Linked DNA regions of Mus musculus: all the other regions are linked to region 1. The links are chromatin contacts, called in public Hi-C and HiChIP or PLAC-seq maps. All regions are on one chromosome and are shown on one strand. Each heading gives the region's core, a stretch centred on a gene start, on an enhancer-like site or on the middle of the called end of the contact. The rest is flanking DNA. Distances are from core to core; before and after follow the strand shown.

Region 1 (5,018 bases), core at 1,192-3,691:
CAAAAAAAAAAAGTTAGCTGACTGTAACCATATATATCTGAAATGTCAACACTATGAAGCAGAGGCAGTAAGACTGTGAACTGAAAGCCAGTGTTAGATGAGACTTTATCTCAAAAAGAAAAAAGCAAATAAATAGAGGAAAAAAGAGACAAAGAGGAAATGAAGGAATAAAGGAAAATGGTAGCTGTGAGATTATATATATATATATATATATAGAGAGAGAGAGAGAGAGAGAGAGTCAGAATATATATTTATAGTCAGGATGTATATATATGATTTAAAAGATCTAAGTCAAAATCTGCTTTGAAGAGTCAGAGAGTGCCATCATATTTTAAGGGGATCAAATCAAGGGGTTGGATTAGCATATGATACATATTATGTGCTTAATAGTCAAGGACCTTAATATGTTTAACATTGCACAACCTAAAAGGAGAAATGGAGAGCAATACAATCACTGTAGGACATTAATACTGCCATTCCAATAGACAGATGTACAGACAGATAACGAGTCATGTGGTGATAGACTTGAACAGCACTGGAGATCTTACACGCGTTCTCGACCGGCCAGGAAAGACGCAACAAACCGGAATCTTCTGCGGCAAAAGCTTTATTGCTTACATCTTCAGGAGCCAGAGACCAAGAGCAAGAGCTCTATTGCTTACATCTTTAGGAGCCAGAGAGCCAGAGAGCAAGAGAGCAAGAGAGCAAGAGAGCAAGAGAGCAAGGGAGAGAATGGCGAAACCCCGTCCCTTTTTAAGGAGAATTATCCTCCGCCTAGGACGTGTCACTCCCTGATTGGCTGCAGCCCATCGGCCGAGTTGTCGTCACGGGGAAGGCAGAGCACATGGGGTGGAGAACTACCCTTGGCACATACGCAGATTATTTGTTTACCACTTAGAACACAGGATGTCAGCGCCATCTTGTAACGGCGAATGTGAGGGCGGCTCCCCACACACGTGGTGATAGACTTGAACAGCACTGGAGATCTGTGGACCTCAGAGTGTCCTATCCCACACCAACAGAGCACCTTTTTCAAAAAACAATTTTATTTGCTTTTAACAGTTTCTCTCCTTATAGAAAATTTCAATGGCTTCAGCCCCAACCTCCTCCCATTACCATCTTTCCATTACTTTCCATCTACATTAGTTAGGGTTTCTATCTCTGTGATAAAACACCATGACATCTTAAAAATAACTTGTAGAAGAAAGGCTTTAGTTTATATGTCTAAGACAAGAACTTAGAGGCAGGAGGTGAAGCAGAAGCTATGGAGGAGTGCTCCCTTTTGGCTTGCTCCCTGTGTCTTACTCAATAGCACCCAAGGGCAACACCACTCCCAATGAGGTGGGCCTTCCCATATCAATCACCAATTGAGAACACAGAGCACAGCCTTACCCACAGGCCAATTCAGTAGGGGCATTTCCTCAGTTGAGATTTCCTCTTAAAAGACTCTAACTTGTATCAAGTTGACATAAAACTAACCAAGACACTACCCAACTATAAGGTTAATTATTTTCTTCTTCTTCCTCCTCCTCCTCCTCCTCCTCCTCCTTCTCTTCTTTTCCCATCAGTTTTACTTTGTGATGCCCAGCTGTCCTAGGAATTGGGCTTACCCAATTCTTAGTAGGGTGTGTGATCACCCTACTAAGAGTCATATCACTAAAGAACACAATGTGTGTTTGCACAGCAACTGTCAAATGCCCAGAGTTCCTCAGCTCTGGGAATGCAGTATACTCTTTAAAAAATAAATATATGACAAAGGCTTGAAGCAAAAGCTGAAAGAATTAGATGTGACTTGGCTTGAGGGGCAGGGCCAGGTGTGATGAGGCAGCTAAGGGCTGCAATTCTTGAGGCAGGGTGTTGTGACTTCTTTAAACATAAAGCTTTTAGAGCTTTTGAACATTTAATTCAGAGTAACAAACAAACATTAAACTTTAGAAAGAACACATATCAATGTTCTAAGGCTGTCCTGAGCAGTGGTTCGAGTGTAGTGTGTCACTTCAGGGCCGTGTAGCTCTGAGTCTGGGACCGTCAGTTCTGGTCATGGGCCACATCTACACCATGAACTGCTGTGTTCCCATCTCTGACACCACTTAGGCCTGGTCCATGTATGTTGAGTGGAAAATGAATAAACAGAAGCAAAACTGTGATAATAGCAGAGATGTTTTCACACAGGGCACTACTTAAATCAGGAGCTCCAGAAGTGGCCAGAGAGATGTGGGATGGGACAGACAGTCGGGAAGACAATGAGGAATTGTTAGTTGTCCCAATGAAAAGCATTGCATGCCTTGGAGGGCCAGAATAGTAAGTGAAGTCACTTTCTGCAAAAGTGTGGAAAACTATGATATCTGCTGTGGAATTCAGGCAGTTCCTCCTCGCCTCCCAGTTTGAATGTGTGGCTTTCTCTCAGCAGCCAACTCCGATGATCACATGGATCGTAATGGTCCCTTGCTGAGTCCCCGCCTCCCTCCTGAAAGAACACATGTTCCCTCCGGTGTTCAATGTGTCAGCTTGATGTTTGGCACCTGTGTGCTTTGAGAAGTTCCAAGTGATTAAAGTTAAGGAAAACCAGCCATGAGTTTTATTGAGGGAAATTCAGATTGAATTCTCTCCAGGAAAACATCACCATAAAATCAGGTAGGTTGGAGAGAGTAGTTCTCAGTGGAAACGAATCACTTGCAACTGGTTTAGGCATGTGTCGGGAGATGTGCTAAAGGAAAACTCTCTGAAGTTGATTATTGGCCTGCCTTCGTGGATAAATCACTCAGAGATTTGTGATTTAGAACCAGGAAGAAAACACATTCCCTCATGACCTCATGACGGAATTCATTCCGAAAGGCTTGCACAATTTGCCTGTTCCCTAGGGATGGGTGGAGGGACTTGTAACCTTGAAAATATTCTTGTATGGAGTACAGGAAAATGTTATATACTTCCACATGAAGAGTAACACTGGAAAAGCTTTTGTTGCTGCTTATTTGATTTGCTCAGATATTTAAAAAAAAAAAACTTTAATGTCAGCTGATGATGCTAATAGCTAATTATCTGCCAGTTACATCACTAATTATGTACTTAGTCCTCTATCTCTGCTGTGTTCTCTGTTCTTGCTGTCAACTTCTACCTCATTCACATAGTTTAGATCATATTTTCAGCCAGTGTTGAAACTACCCTACTAACCTGGAAACGGGATCAAAAACATTCCCTAATGTTCAAGGTGATTCAAGAATAGATGAATGAACTAGAAGTTTTCCCAAAGTATTAAAGACTTAGCTACATACACAGGGCTATGTAACTTGTGAGACCCAAATGAAAGATATTAGGAGGGCCCTTTGTTAAAATAAATGATTAACAATTAAAAAATGGTGACTGTGGATCATTAATTCAAGTCTAGGACCCTTCAGAGCCCTGAGTACAGTGTGACACGTGGCACACACACCCAGAAAGCCTACTCGGGATCTGTGGGACTAGCTTCACTGAAAATAACTAAGAAATCTCTAGTGAATAATAAATTATGACTATGTCTTAAGATATGACCACCTAATGTATAACATTACATTAGGCTTCAGCAGTTCTATTTGTAAGCTAAATTGTATTTCAACATAACTCTGCATGGTGTTTGCAAACAGATGCATTTTCTAGCACTGCTAATACCTAGAATTAGAAAACGTTTGAGCCCATTTTCCATGTAAGCAAGAATCTTTTCAGAATCTGAGTCTCTGCTACCTATTCAATAGCAAGTCTAGGCAAACTCACCACATCACGATCTCATAACTACACCTACGTACCCACTATTGTTTACCCCACAAGTGGAGACTCATGGGCTAAACAAATGACTGAGTCCATGAACAACCACCACCACAACAAAAAAGAAACTTCCAGCAATAAATCAGGTCCTTGTGGAGTCAGTACTGGGCAGAAAGTCCACGGAGCCTTCAAAATAGTACTTGAGTTAACCATATCTACAGGCAGTTCAGTCAACACGTGAGCAGATAGACTTGCCTGTGAAGTGCCATCAGAAGCATCAGAGGGTTAAGCGATGCAATGGGTCAAGATGCTGGTGTCCATACTCTATGCTATCCAGGACTCAGGCTGTTGCCTGGCAAGAATAGAGTCCTTATAGGTTAAGTACACATATGGTATAACTGTTTCTTAAGAGATAAGTCATGGCCTCCTCCAAAGGAGCGTTTTATCCCCACGGTGGTTTCCCCTCTCCTCAAAGGAAGTCATAAAATGTGATCCTTGAGTTTTATAAGACATCCAATCTTGTGTTAAAACTTCACTAAAAGTGATTTATCTTGCATTTTTGCAACATTTCTACATCTCACACGATTTCCATAATGATCATGTGAGTTGCCTTTATATTAAGAGGGGGAAAACTTTATAGAGAGATTTCATGCCTAAACCATTTTTGGTTTCTAAGCATATTAAAGGCTTTCCAGGATCCTGTTCCCATCCGTCAGAGGCTAACCTCTGGAGCAGTAGCCGAGCCAGCTAAGCAAGTTAAGAACTGAACTTCTGAGGTGGTGTCCCAGCTTCTCCACTGCTCAACCTCCTGGGCCTCAGCATTCTCCTCCGTAAAAATGATATAAACAGAACACCTTCCACTAAAGAAGGGCTTCCATAAAGCATAGTCGCTACCCTTCCAAGTGTAGCTGGCTACACACCACTATAGCACATAAGTCTATATGTGTGTCTTACAAGCTAAAAGCCTCTTTCTTTTTATTTTTTTATTTATTCACTTTACATCCCAATATCAGCACCCCCTCCTCCCAGTATCCCCTCTCACAGATTCCATCTCCCATTCCTCCCTCTTCATCAGAATCAGAGACAGCCCCTGCTCCAGTTGTTGGGGACCTGCATGAAGACCAAGCTGCACATCTATCACATGTGTGCAGGGGCCTAGGTGCAGCCCATGCTCTCTCTTTGGTTGGTAGTACAGTCTCTGGGTGCCCACAAAGGTTCAGGTTAGTTAACTCTGTTGGTCATTATGTGGAGTCCCTGTTCTCAATGGGTCTCTCAATCCT
Region 2 (5,018 bases), core at 1,667-4,166, 390 kb before region 1:
TAAAAGTGGTCCCTGGCTGTCTTTCTCCCTTATACTCTGAGACAGCATATCTCTGAACTTGGAGCATGCTACTTTGATAGTCTAGAAAGACTAAACTAACTGCATCATAGGTACAGGAGAGGTAAGCAGTTCTCGATCATAGCCAGATACTTTCCTAACAGAAGGGCTGCTGAAGATGTCTATGGTCTTGGCAGGGCTTTCTAAAACACCGTCAACACGGGAGTTTTTAAAATTAAAATGGTGTTTCTGTATCCTGTAGGTCTGAAATGAGGCCCCCAAGATGAGGGCCGAAGTCTGAGAAGCAAGATTCTAGTTAATAGCCAGTCAACTACAAATGCGTGCTAAGTACCAGATTTTCCATTAGTCACTGAAGGAAGTCTATGATATGAACACTGAACAGTGCTTCTCTCTCTCTCTCTCTCTCTCTCTCTCTCTCTCTCTCTCTCCCTCCCTCCCTCCTACCTCTCATACATACACAGAAAGAGGAAGACAGAGAGACAGAGATAGACAGAGAGAGTGTATGTGTGTGTTTTTAAAAGTGGGTGCTCAATGCTAACATGTGTGCTAAGGATCCTAAGAATGATAACTGCTGAGACTAGGGAGAGTTCAGTCTAGCAAGCATCAGCTGCCAATGGCTTCAGATATGCTGAGGATACAGGCACTAGGGTAGAATGGGAAGCAGACAGAAATGAAGGAGAAGGGCTCCCAGGGCAAGCAAGAAGGTAGAGTTAGCCAACTAGGGCACACCTGCTTTGAGTCATAGATTCCCATCACTGGAGACTTCCAGCCAGAATTCACTGTTAACCAGGGAAGGCAAACCTCAGCTCTGCCTAATAGTTTCAGGTCTGAGAGTTACAAGCCTATGCTGAGGACTGGATAGCTTGCCTAAGGCCTGTGCAAGTAACCTCTACTGGCAACAGTAACAGTGTTAGGAATGTAGCTGTAAGCCTGGGAGCAAAACCTATCCATTCCTTTTCTAAACAGGGATACCAGTGTATACACAATGTCTCTGGTCAACATTTGTCTTTAATGGCAACAAATTTAACAGCATTAGGCAACAACTTTTTAACTGTGGCATAATTAATAATTTTCTGTTAGTGTCTGAATATTACTTTGGTTGCAAAAATAAATGTCTCTTCTCCTGTAAAGTACTTTGGGATGGCACATACCCACACAACACCCTCAACGACAGCACCCTTCTTCCTTTTCCTCCCACACTGGCTGACAATAGGAAGCAACATACCCAGATACAGAATGAAATCATAAATGAATTATACCTTGGGTTTCTTTGAACTGCCTCTGAGACATTTTCCTGCTAGCCCACATTAGGGTGTATATATTGCACAATGAATTCAGTGGTAGAGCAAGAGGGAGCTGAAAAGATCTATCAAAGTAAAACTTGCCCAGTGAGACTACTCTGAAGAAGGTACCTCGGGGCTGTGGGGGCCTAACTGCCACCAGTTAATGCAAGAGAAGCAATTGGGAAAGGACTACTAGGATCCGACACACCAGCATCCCTAGGTCAGGTTAGCTACCTCCCCATTCTACTTCCATTGGCCATAGAACAAGCAGACGCTATCGCCGCAATAAAACACTGAGAACTGGGCTTGGAATGCCACCGGGTACTGTGCTTCATACCAACATTCACTGGCTTACTGTGTCAGCTGACCCAGCGGGAGATGCACCTGTTCTAGCAAACTCCGCTGTGCTACCTGTCCCCACAAGAGAGATCAGAACTTAGGCAACACGTGATCCTGTCATTTCAAAACCCGGAGGTTTGAACATCACAAGATACCTATTATGACACTGGTACAAGGTAGGGCCCTGGAACTCAGCTTTCTCTAGTGGATTATCTCCCTCCACCAGTCCCACTAAGGCCCAGACATTCACGCACTCACTGATGGTAAGAAAGTGTTGTCAGGGTAAGGCTTCTAAATGAAATCTAACTTATGAACAGTTGTAGAACGTAAGATTACTGTACAAACAGGTGATCCCTGGTAAGACCACGGAGCCTGCCTTCTACAAACCTTTCCACTTTCTACTCAGAACCCTCAGAGCCCTTCCTGGTACCCTCCCTTAACTAAGTCATGTGAGCAAGTCAACTTCAACGATCTCATTTTGCTAAACCCACAACAGCAAAAGCAAAACCAAAGTAGTTTCACTGGAGGTGACCAGACAAACAAACAAAACCAAAAATCAAACCCCACCGTGAGCTCTTGTAAAAAGAATTTAAGAGGAAAAACAAAACCAAACATGACATCTTGAGGCTGTATAAACTTGAAAAAAGAAATCGCTGTCATGGAGGTGGGGCTTTGCTAGAACAGTCTCCCCTATGTGGGAAATATCATTACCAAATCTAGTGAGATACACAGCAAGTGACTCTTGCTATGTAAATCAGGACAAGACAGAATTCTGAGGCAGTTTCTGTTTGAATTGCACTGGCACTTCTCAATAGAGACCATCTGTAATAACTCTCCCTCACTGAACACCCATGAAGGATGCACAGCTTTGGGCTCGTCCTGGAACGTACAGAACCATTCCATACTCCTTGGTGGCTAGCTACCACTGTAATCTTCCGTGTTCAGGTATCCCCTACATTTAGAACTGCCCCAGGGGACCACCAGAAGTCAAGAGGTTCTATGTGCAATAGCATGGCTTCTAACAACGAGCTTGGAGCTGTGGTTGAAACAGGGTTCAGGTGAGTAAGACTTCCCTTGCCAGACTGATGTCTTTGGGAATCCTGCTGCCAGGCCTAGACTAAAACAAGGTCAACAGTGCATCCCCCAGAGGAAGCTGTTCAGCTGGCTGAGTTGGTTTCCCTGAACCAGGCCTAGAAAACCCTTCTGACTAACAATAGACCTGGCAAGGAGCTGTTTGTTGTCTTCCTCCACGCAGAGGGGTGGATCTTCCTCCCAAGTGACAGGCGGGGTACAAACCTGCCTCCAGCAGACACCAGAAGAAAGCACAGCTAAGCCTAGCAGTCAAGGACAGCCCCTTGTGGGTCAAAGGCAGAGTCTCGGCCTCAGGACTAGGGCTATGGAAATGTATACTGCAGACAGGACATCCCTCCTGGCACTCACTGTGAGTGAAGCCCAGGCCACAGCAACAACAACCTGGCCAGAGGACAGCCTGCACTGCACATCAAAGCCAGAGGCCCTGGGAGGCTGGCCTGCAGCCAAAGATGCTGGGAGCCTCTTGGGGAGTGCACTGCCTGGGACAATAGGGAAGGGACCTGGTAGAATCTATGAATTCCAAGCACTGGGGAGGTCTTCTCAGAGATCCTGCCCTCTCCTGTCAGAGCCGTGATTTAATCTCTTTGAAGAAATAAAAAAGGAAAAGAATATACATTCTCCAACTTCTCTGTTTGAAAGACAGACACCACAATGCAAGCTGAAAGCACTCTGGTCCCTATAGCCTGCAGCCAGTGTCCAAAACAATAGAGCTAAGTGAGATGTGGCGCCCTCCTCCTCCATCTGAACATGGGCTTTAAGTGAGGGGAATAATCTCAAACATTTAAATGCAAACATCACGGTAGCGCTGCTACAGCCTCCCAGATATTTCCCACCAATTCTGTTTAATTAAGAGTCACCTCGAATGTTAATTATAACCTGACAGCTGTATGATCTGGCAGGGCACAGCTCGCAGGTCCCCTTTTAGGTAACAAGGGTTTAAGGTGAGGCTTCGAACTCTGGCTCACAAGCATGACACAGGCTCCTGCTTGAGAAGGACCTACTCAACAGAAACAGAATTAGCTGGGGACTCAACTTCGGCTCACAGTTTTAAAGGTAAGCAAACAGGAGACTGAACCGGAAACAGACCCCTGTCCAGTACTAGGGTTCTGTGAACAGATCAATCTGGGCTGGAAAAGGGCTTTCAGTACAAACTTGAAGATCTGAGACCCAACCCCAGGCGCTCCACACATATAACGGCAGACACCCATTGCTGGGTGGCCTTCTGTCTTCTGGCTAGCTGGTTTTGTCTCATGGTTGATCTCTGGGTTCAGAGTGAGACCCTGACTCAAAAAATAGGGTGGAGAGTGGCTGAGAAAAACACCTACTGTTGACCTCTAACTCATACACACATAACATGCATGCACTACAAACCTATGAAAGAAAGAAAGAAAAAAAAAAACTTCCTTTCCATGGTCTTGGTATGTGAAGGATGAAGGCTGCCACCCTTCAAGATCCTTTCAGACAGAACAAACAGCAGAGACTCTTGCAACCTTAAAGTGGGTGGATCCCCTGTGAGAGGCTCATTAGAACAGAGAGGGCCTGTCAGGTCTCTTTCGAGAGGAAATGTATGCGAGTTGAGGTCACTCAGCGCTAATCGGGCCTGTACATCACGGCTGTGAGGCCAGCAGCATAAGCTCCATTAAACAAGCAGTTTATCATAGCTCCGCCTGTCATCCCTAATGGCATGCTGAGGGAGGAATAACTTCCAACTCCTTGCTAATCCGGTGTGGGGATGCCAAGGTACAGTGTTTTACTTGATTGCATAAAATGAAGAGCTATTTTCAGCCTCTGAATCACCGTCCTGGCCCCTGCATCAATCCTAAAGCTGTATTACGATCCTTTCAAAATCTCTTTTCTCTTCCACTTTCACTGATGTTGACATAAGCAAGCATTTAAAGAAGTTGTGGTAAGCCTACAAAACATGAAGCTGCTAGAGGGAAGAGGACAGAAAACACAAGTTGACAAATATTTACCATTTATAGTGATCACTATTACAGTGACAGTGGGCAGCCAGCACTAAGCAGAACTCCAGGTCCCAAGGTCACAAGCGATTTTGTTTTAGTCACTCCTGAAGAGGGCTTAGAAGAAAAACATAACAGTAATGGAAATTTTAAAGCTTCTAACTGATATAGGAAGAACCCTCGCTATTTCTGTGATTATTCTCCTGGGACTTGTACTGACTGTTCGAAAAACAGGATGTTTTGTTTGTTGTTCCTCATAAAAGACAGCCAAGCCAGTATCAAGACTCAAAAACCATCCAAGTTGCAGATCCATGTAAAGTTTGGA
Region 3 (5,018 bases), core at 1,892-4,391, 350 kb before region 1:
CTTAGGGCAATTAAGACAGTGCACATAGATATACTGTTAAGCAAGTACCAGTTTGTTGCCATTATCATGGCTGCAGGAAGATGCTACATGCTGACTGATGACATCAGACATATGAGGTAAGAGCTTTTCAGCTCCTCAACCCTCCTAAACCCAGGTAAGACCCTATGAGTGAGCCTGTCCTCTAGTTACCGTCAATAGAATGGGTAGTTTCAGATACAGGGACCAATTGTCTACAGTGCTCCCTGGTCCTCATCTGTGCAATGGCTGATGGGAAGTGGAAAGCATCTTAATTCACAAAACTAAAGAATCCTCCTACTGAACTTGCCAATGGCCCAGGAAAGTAGAAGAGTCATTTATCAAACAAAATATCTTCGGTTTCCCGAGAATGAGCTCCATCTTAAGCAGGTCTCTTGATTTTTCTGACATGTCAATTCTATGACCCTTAACTGTAGGTACTTTGAGGGGTTTCTACTTATTCCTTAAACAACACAAGTGTCATGTGCCCTTACCTAAGAAAATAAAGTTGCTATACTCCCTCAGTGCTCTTAGTTTATGGATTGCTTTGGGAGACAAGGGGCGAGCATGGGCTGAACGCATAACGTTCTGGAGTTCTTCCTTCAGTCTCACTTCCAGTAAAGAGAACACACTAACCAGGAACCTCCTTCAGCAGCTCTGACCCAAGCTGATAAAACAGTCACTTACCCTATACTCAGACTGAGCGACGACAAGCAATGAAACTGTCTCCATAGAAACCAAGTACACAATGGAATCCACTCATGGTTGGGTTCGGGATCTATCTGCTTTAGCAGAAAGGCCATTTGCAGCCAAGCTCTTGCTCTAACTTAGGTTTGCTCATCAAACGCATACCATCACACCTTTAGAGTGTCACAGTACTGAGGATTACAGAAATCATCCTCCAGGGAGAGGGAAAGCGGGGCTGAGGAGGAAGGATAGAGCTACATATATAGTTATAAAAATGCCAAAGCAGATTCCATGCTAAGCTCTGCCAAAAAGAGAACAATTACTCTTACCCATCAGCATGCAGCCTCAAAATTATATTCTCTTTTCCAAATAGAAGCCGTCATCAGATTACAAAAAACGAGGATATCCTGCCGAAACTCAACTAGTTCTTATATGGCATAAGCACAATGCAATCAAGGGACAAGCAGCTATTCCCTCCCACACAAATTATATTCTTCTGTGAAATGTATTTTTAATGAAAAATGCATAGCCCTCCTCCGTGTTTGGTTCTGCGCTCCCACTCCTCCACATAAAAGCATACATTCATTTTGAAGAAAGGGAGAACTGTATACCTCCTTAGGACACCCCCTACACCACAGAGCACAGGAGAATAGACGCATCCTACCCCTCAGATGGATCTTTCCACACACTGTCACTCCTCAAAAAGCAAATCGAGTTGCCAGTGACACCTGGGAGATACTTCAATGGAATCAACCAAGAGGGCTTCACCCATGTTTAAGTGATTTCTTTCTAATCAGATGCATTAAGGAAGCTTAATTTATTCGATTACCAATGACTCAAAACCCCTAGCTCTGAATTTCAATCTCTCACAAGTTTCAAGCGATAAATTGCTTGCTTGTGAGTCACCCTGCTTCTCCAAGGAGCGAGTTCTCAAAGGGAAAGGAAAGGGTTTGGGTAGGTGAGCTTTGCCTGGCACCTGCCTCTCTTTCTTTCTCCTACAGTCATTCGAATTTTAAATGACCAAAACTGAAACAACATGACTTGGCAGGTGATAGGTTTTTGCCATTAGGAAGGCTCATGTGAAAGGAAGAGACAAAAATAATTACAAAATGTCCCATGCCCACTTCATGGAACAGAATGAAACCAAAGAGCTATGAATAAAATACTTCCAGACAGTTTCTTCACCCCACACTTCTTTCTCAGGGTACCAGAGGCAGAGATTATCTCCTAATTTGGTTCCTAGGAAGCAAACTATCAAGAAAGTTGTTGCAGTAAGACTGGTAATGCTACATTAAGAGAAAATGCCCTGATTTTGGAAGGGGTGTGTGGGGGAAATAACAAAATTGGTAAGCAAAATCAGTAATTTCTTTTCATAGTGGAAATCGTCTTAAAAGACCAGAAAAGTAATTCTACCTAAATGAGTAAATGTTATAATTGCATTTCAGTAAAAAGAGTGTTTACATTTTGTCTAATTGGCATTTAAAGAAACCAAAATCATCACCAGAAAGATCGCCACCCACAGAGGCAGCCTAGTGTGCCCTGCCTCACATGTGACCCCCACCCACCTGCTTAAGCCCCGCCTTCCTTCACGCCACAGGAAATTGGGAATCACTTCTGCAAACAAGTAGCAGGAGGAAATGATAAAGACAGGAAGATAAAGAGGAGGAAAGAAGTGGTGTGGAGACAGACAGACAGACCATTTGGGGGAGAGCACACACAGCGTTTTAGATATTGGGGCCAATCTGGCTACAGTTTAGTAATCTTACATTCGTTCGAAAGAAAAAAAAAAGTGGGAAAGGAAGCAAATTAAAAATTCCTGTGTGTTAGTTATAATTCATCTCCACACATATACACAAATGCACAGGTCTCCATAGCTTGTCAAAATAAGGTGCAGGTTAAAAAATAAAATCAGTGCTACATGGATAGCCAACTAAACTCAAACACAAAATTCTTATCACTGTGCCTACTCAACATCTTAAAATTTAGAACCTCTGCTCTTATTCATGGCTAACAACAGCAACAACAATTCAGCTGCTCATGGATCTTTCCAGCAGATATGAAAGGCAACCTCTTAACTAATTAGAATCCTATGCAGCTCTATCCAACCCAGAGTTGCCACCCTCCTCCCCCAGCTGCCCACAGCGGGGGTTCTAACTATCCACTTTCTCGGTCCGGAAATGCACCTTTCCCCACAGGCAGCCACAGCGAAGAGCTAAGGAAAGAGCTGAGCCAGGGATTCGGCTGTTCACAAAAGGAATTCCCCTCCCTTCCCCTCTTTCTCCCTCCCCCTTCTTCTTCTGTCCCTCCCCCGTCATCACTGGTGAATAATATCCCTCACTACCTGCCTTGATCAACACCGTGAGCCCCTGTCTTCAGGCATGCAGGGAATTTAACAGCCTGGAAATTCCTGTTGTCCACTCGCTGAGGTCACAGATAAAGCTAAACAACAGCCGTGGCTCCCATCAATCATAAGTCACTCGCTGGGAGAATGTATGGAAGGAGACCTGATGTAAGCGAGTCACCAGAGAAAATACCCACTGATGACGCATATCCAGGCATAAAAATAGTCACAGGGCCCTCAAAGGGATTATTCAACAGCCTACATTTAGACTTTCTTACAACAGACCTGAAGTCAATGTGCCACAGTAAGTGGCTGAAGTTTAAGTTCAACAGACAGAACCAGGAATAGTTGCTTTAAACATGCTCCCACCGTAACAAGCTGTTTAGTAAGTTTTAGCATCTCTTTCTAAGCATCAAACAGTACCAACCAGCCATCTCACAAAATGCCACAGCATTGTTAATTCTACTCACAACTTTCAAAGCACAATTTCTGCTTATAACACACATGGCCTAAGAACATTAGACTCAAGCAGTCCAGAGATACATTGTCACCACAGGAGATACATAGTCACCACAGGAGATACATAGTCGCCACAGGAGATCCATAGTCATGGCTGTTTCCTCAACTGAAGGTAGGAAAATAGTACAAACTGCAGTTGTGAATCTTTTGTCTCTGGAAAACATGCTTTTAAGTGGAATAAAACTTAATAACAAGGTACACCACAGAAGCTGACATTCTGCTCCCTGTCTTTGCGGTTATAATTGTTCAGAAGTGGTTGGATCATTTATAGGAATAATTATGGTGTGTGTTACATACACCTGCTACATGTGGAACATTTATGTGCTCATTAAGATTAATAGCTCATGAGCATGACCACTGTTCAACAAATGGGTGCATGAAAATAAGAAATGATGAGATCTTAACCAAGCAAGTGACAAAATATTAATGATGGCATAAAGCCTGGATTGTTAGGTTGTTGTTGTTGTTGTTGTTGTTTTATGAGGAGAAAAATATCTTTTTACGTGTATCACAATTATAATAATAATTCAAGTTATTTGTTCCTTTCCCATCCTACTCAAACATATGTGCAGCTTGCAGATCAGAAAAGGCTGGATTTTGACATATTTTCTATCTGAATATCTAAAAATGTTCCCCTCCAAGTTTCCTACGGCGAACAATGAAGGAAACTGGCTATCACAGACCCTAAAATTCAGCCTCAGGATTTGAACACCTCGCCTGCTTGCTATGTCCTCCTCCTTGTTAGCCTTACTTGGCGATTCTCCGAATAATGCAGATTTCCACTGTTGTCATGCAAATTTATCAGCCACACAGAAGGGATCTGTGATAGAGTTGATCTCAGTACCTGATGTTACTGGCTGCCCTGCCTACACGACTAGCAAAGGGCTCTTAGCAACAAGACTGTCACTCTGACAGAGCATTGCGGGCTTTTGTTTTAGAAGTATCTGACTTCTCTGGAACAGCAAAGGTGACACCTTTCTCTACTGGTAAGCTCTTCACCACTTTCCTCAAGTATGATAGCAGGGCTATAAATACAGGTGAAAATTATTTTTAGTTCAAAGATTTTTCACAGAGTGCTCGAATTTCTCTCCTATGCATATGTGTCAACAGTATGTGGCCTAGTTTAAGGAACCTAACCGGAAACGTTCACGGGTGCCCCCTAGTTGAGAATCACTAAGCAATGTGGGAGAAACACATGTGCACTTCTACCGGTTAAGTCATCCATATTGCAGCGGTCTAAACAGCTCAAGCATTAGCATCTGTATAAGCTGTGAGGCCATGATAAGTCCTCCTTTTACAGAATTCCACTGTTTGGTTTTTTTTTTTTTAATAAACAATAAAGAAAATTTAAGAAACAAACAAAAAATAATAAGATGAGACACAATCTGCTTTTCCAAAATGAGAATACTTTATAAATTACTGACTCAGAAACCAAGATGATATACACTAATTTTAC

The links. HiChIP or PLAC-seq counts read pairs in DNA pulled down with a chosen protein or histone mark. Hi-C and Micro-C count contacts between places; a contact is called where the count stands out from the background.
Region 2: a contact with region 1 is called in a Hi-C map of uterus, with 2.7 times the contacts expected there. The contact joins two enhancer-like sites. A contact is called at or near these places in 1 of 15 datasets of contacts at CTCF or cohesin (the NIH/3T3 cell line) and 1 of 484 Hi-C or Micro-C datasets (uterus).
Region 3: a contact with region 1 is called in a CTCF HiChIP or PLAC-seq map of the NIH/3T3 cell line, with 8 read pairs. The contact joins two enhancer-like sites. A contact is called at or near these places in 1 of 39 promoter capture datasets (neural stem cells) and 1 of 15 datasets of contacts at CTCF or cohesin (the NIH/3T3 cell line).

The regions. Positions count from the first base shown.
Region 1 is chr10:13,665,049-13,670,066 of GRCm38.p6, reverse strand. All of the region lies in intron 4 of Aig1 (androgen-induced 1), which reads left to right. Among named protein-coding and RNA genes, the nearest start is that of Pex3, 110 kb to the right of the region's middle. Within about 2 kb of position 2,441, at least 40 of the 459 cell types and tissues checked have an H3K27ac peak or open chromatin away from gene starts, as enhancers often do. A contact at or near this core is called in the NIH/3T3 cell line and uterus, where this site is marked.
Region 2 is chr10:14,055,184-14,060,201 of GRCm38.p6, reverse strand. The region is part of intron 1 of Hivep2 (human immunodeficiency virus type I enhancer binding protein 2); the gene reads right to left. Among named protein-coding and RNA genes, the nearest start is that of Gm51759, 70 kb to the left of the region's middle. Within about 2 kb of position 2,916, at least 127 of the 459 cell types and tissues checked have an H3K27ac peak or open chromatin away from gene starts, as enhancers often do. A contact at or near this core is called in uterus, where this site is marked.
Region 3 is chr10:14,016,139-14,021,156 of GRCm38.p6, reverse strand. All of the region lies in intron 1 of Hivep2 (human immunodeficiency virus type I enhancer binding protein 2), which reads right to left. Among named protein-coding and RNA genes, the nearest start is that of Hivep2, 52 kb to the right of the region's middle. Within about 2 kb of position 3,141, at least 164 of the 459 cell types and tissues checked have an H3K27ac peak or open chromatin away from gene starts, as enhancers often do. A contact at or near this core is called in the NIH/3T3 cell line, where this site is marked.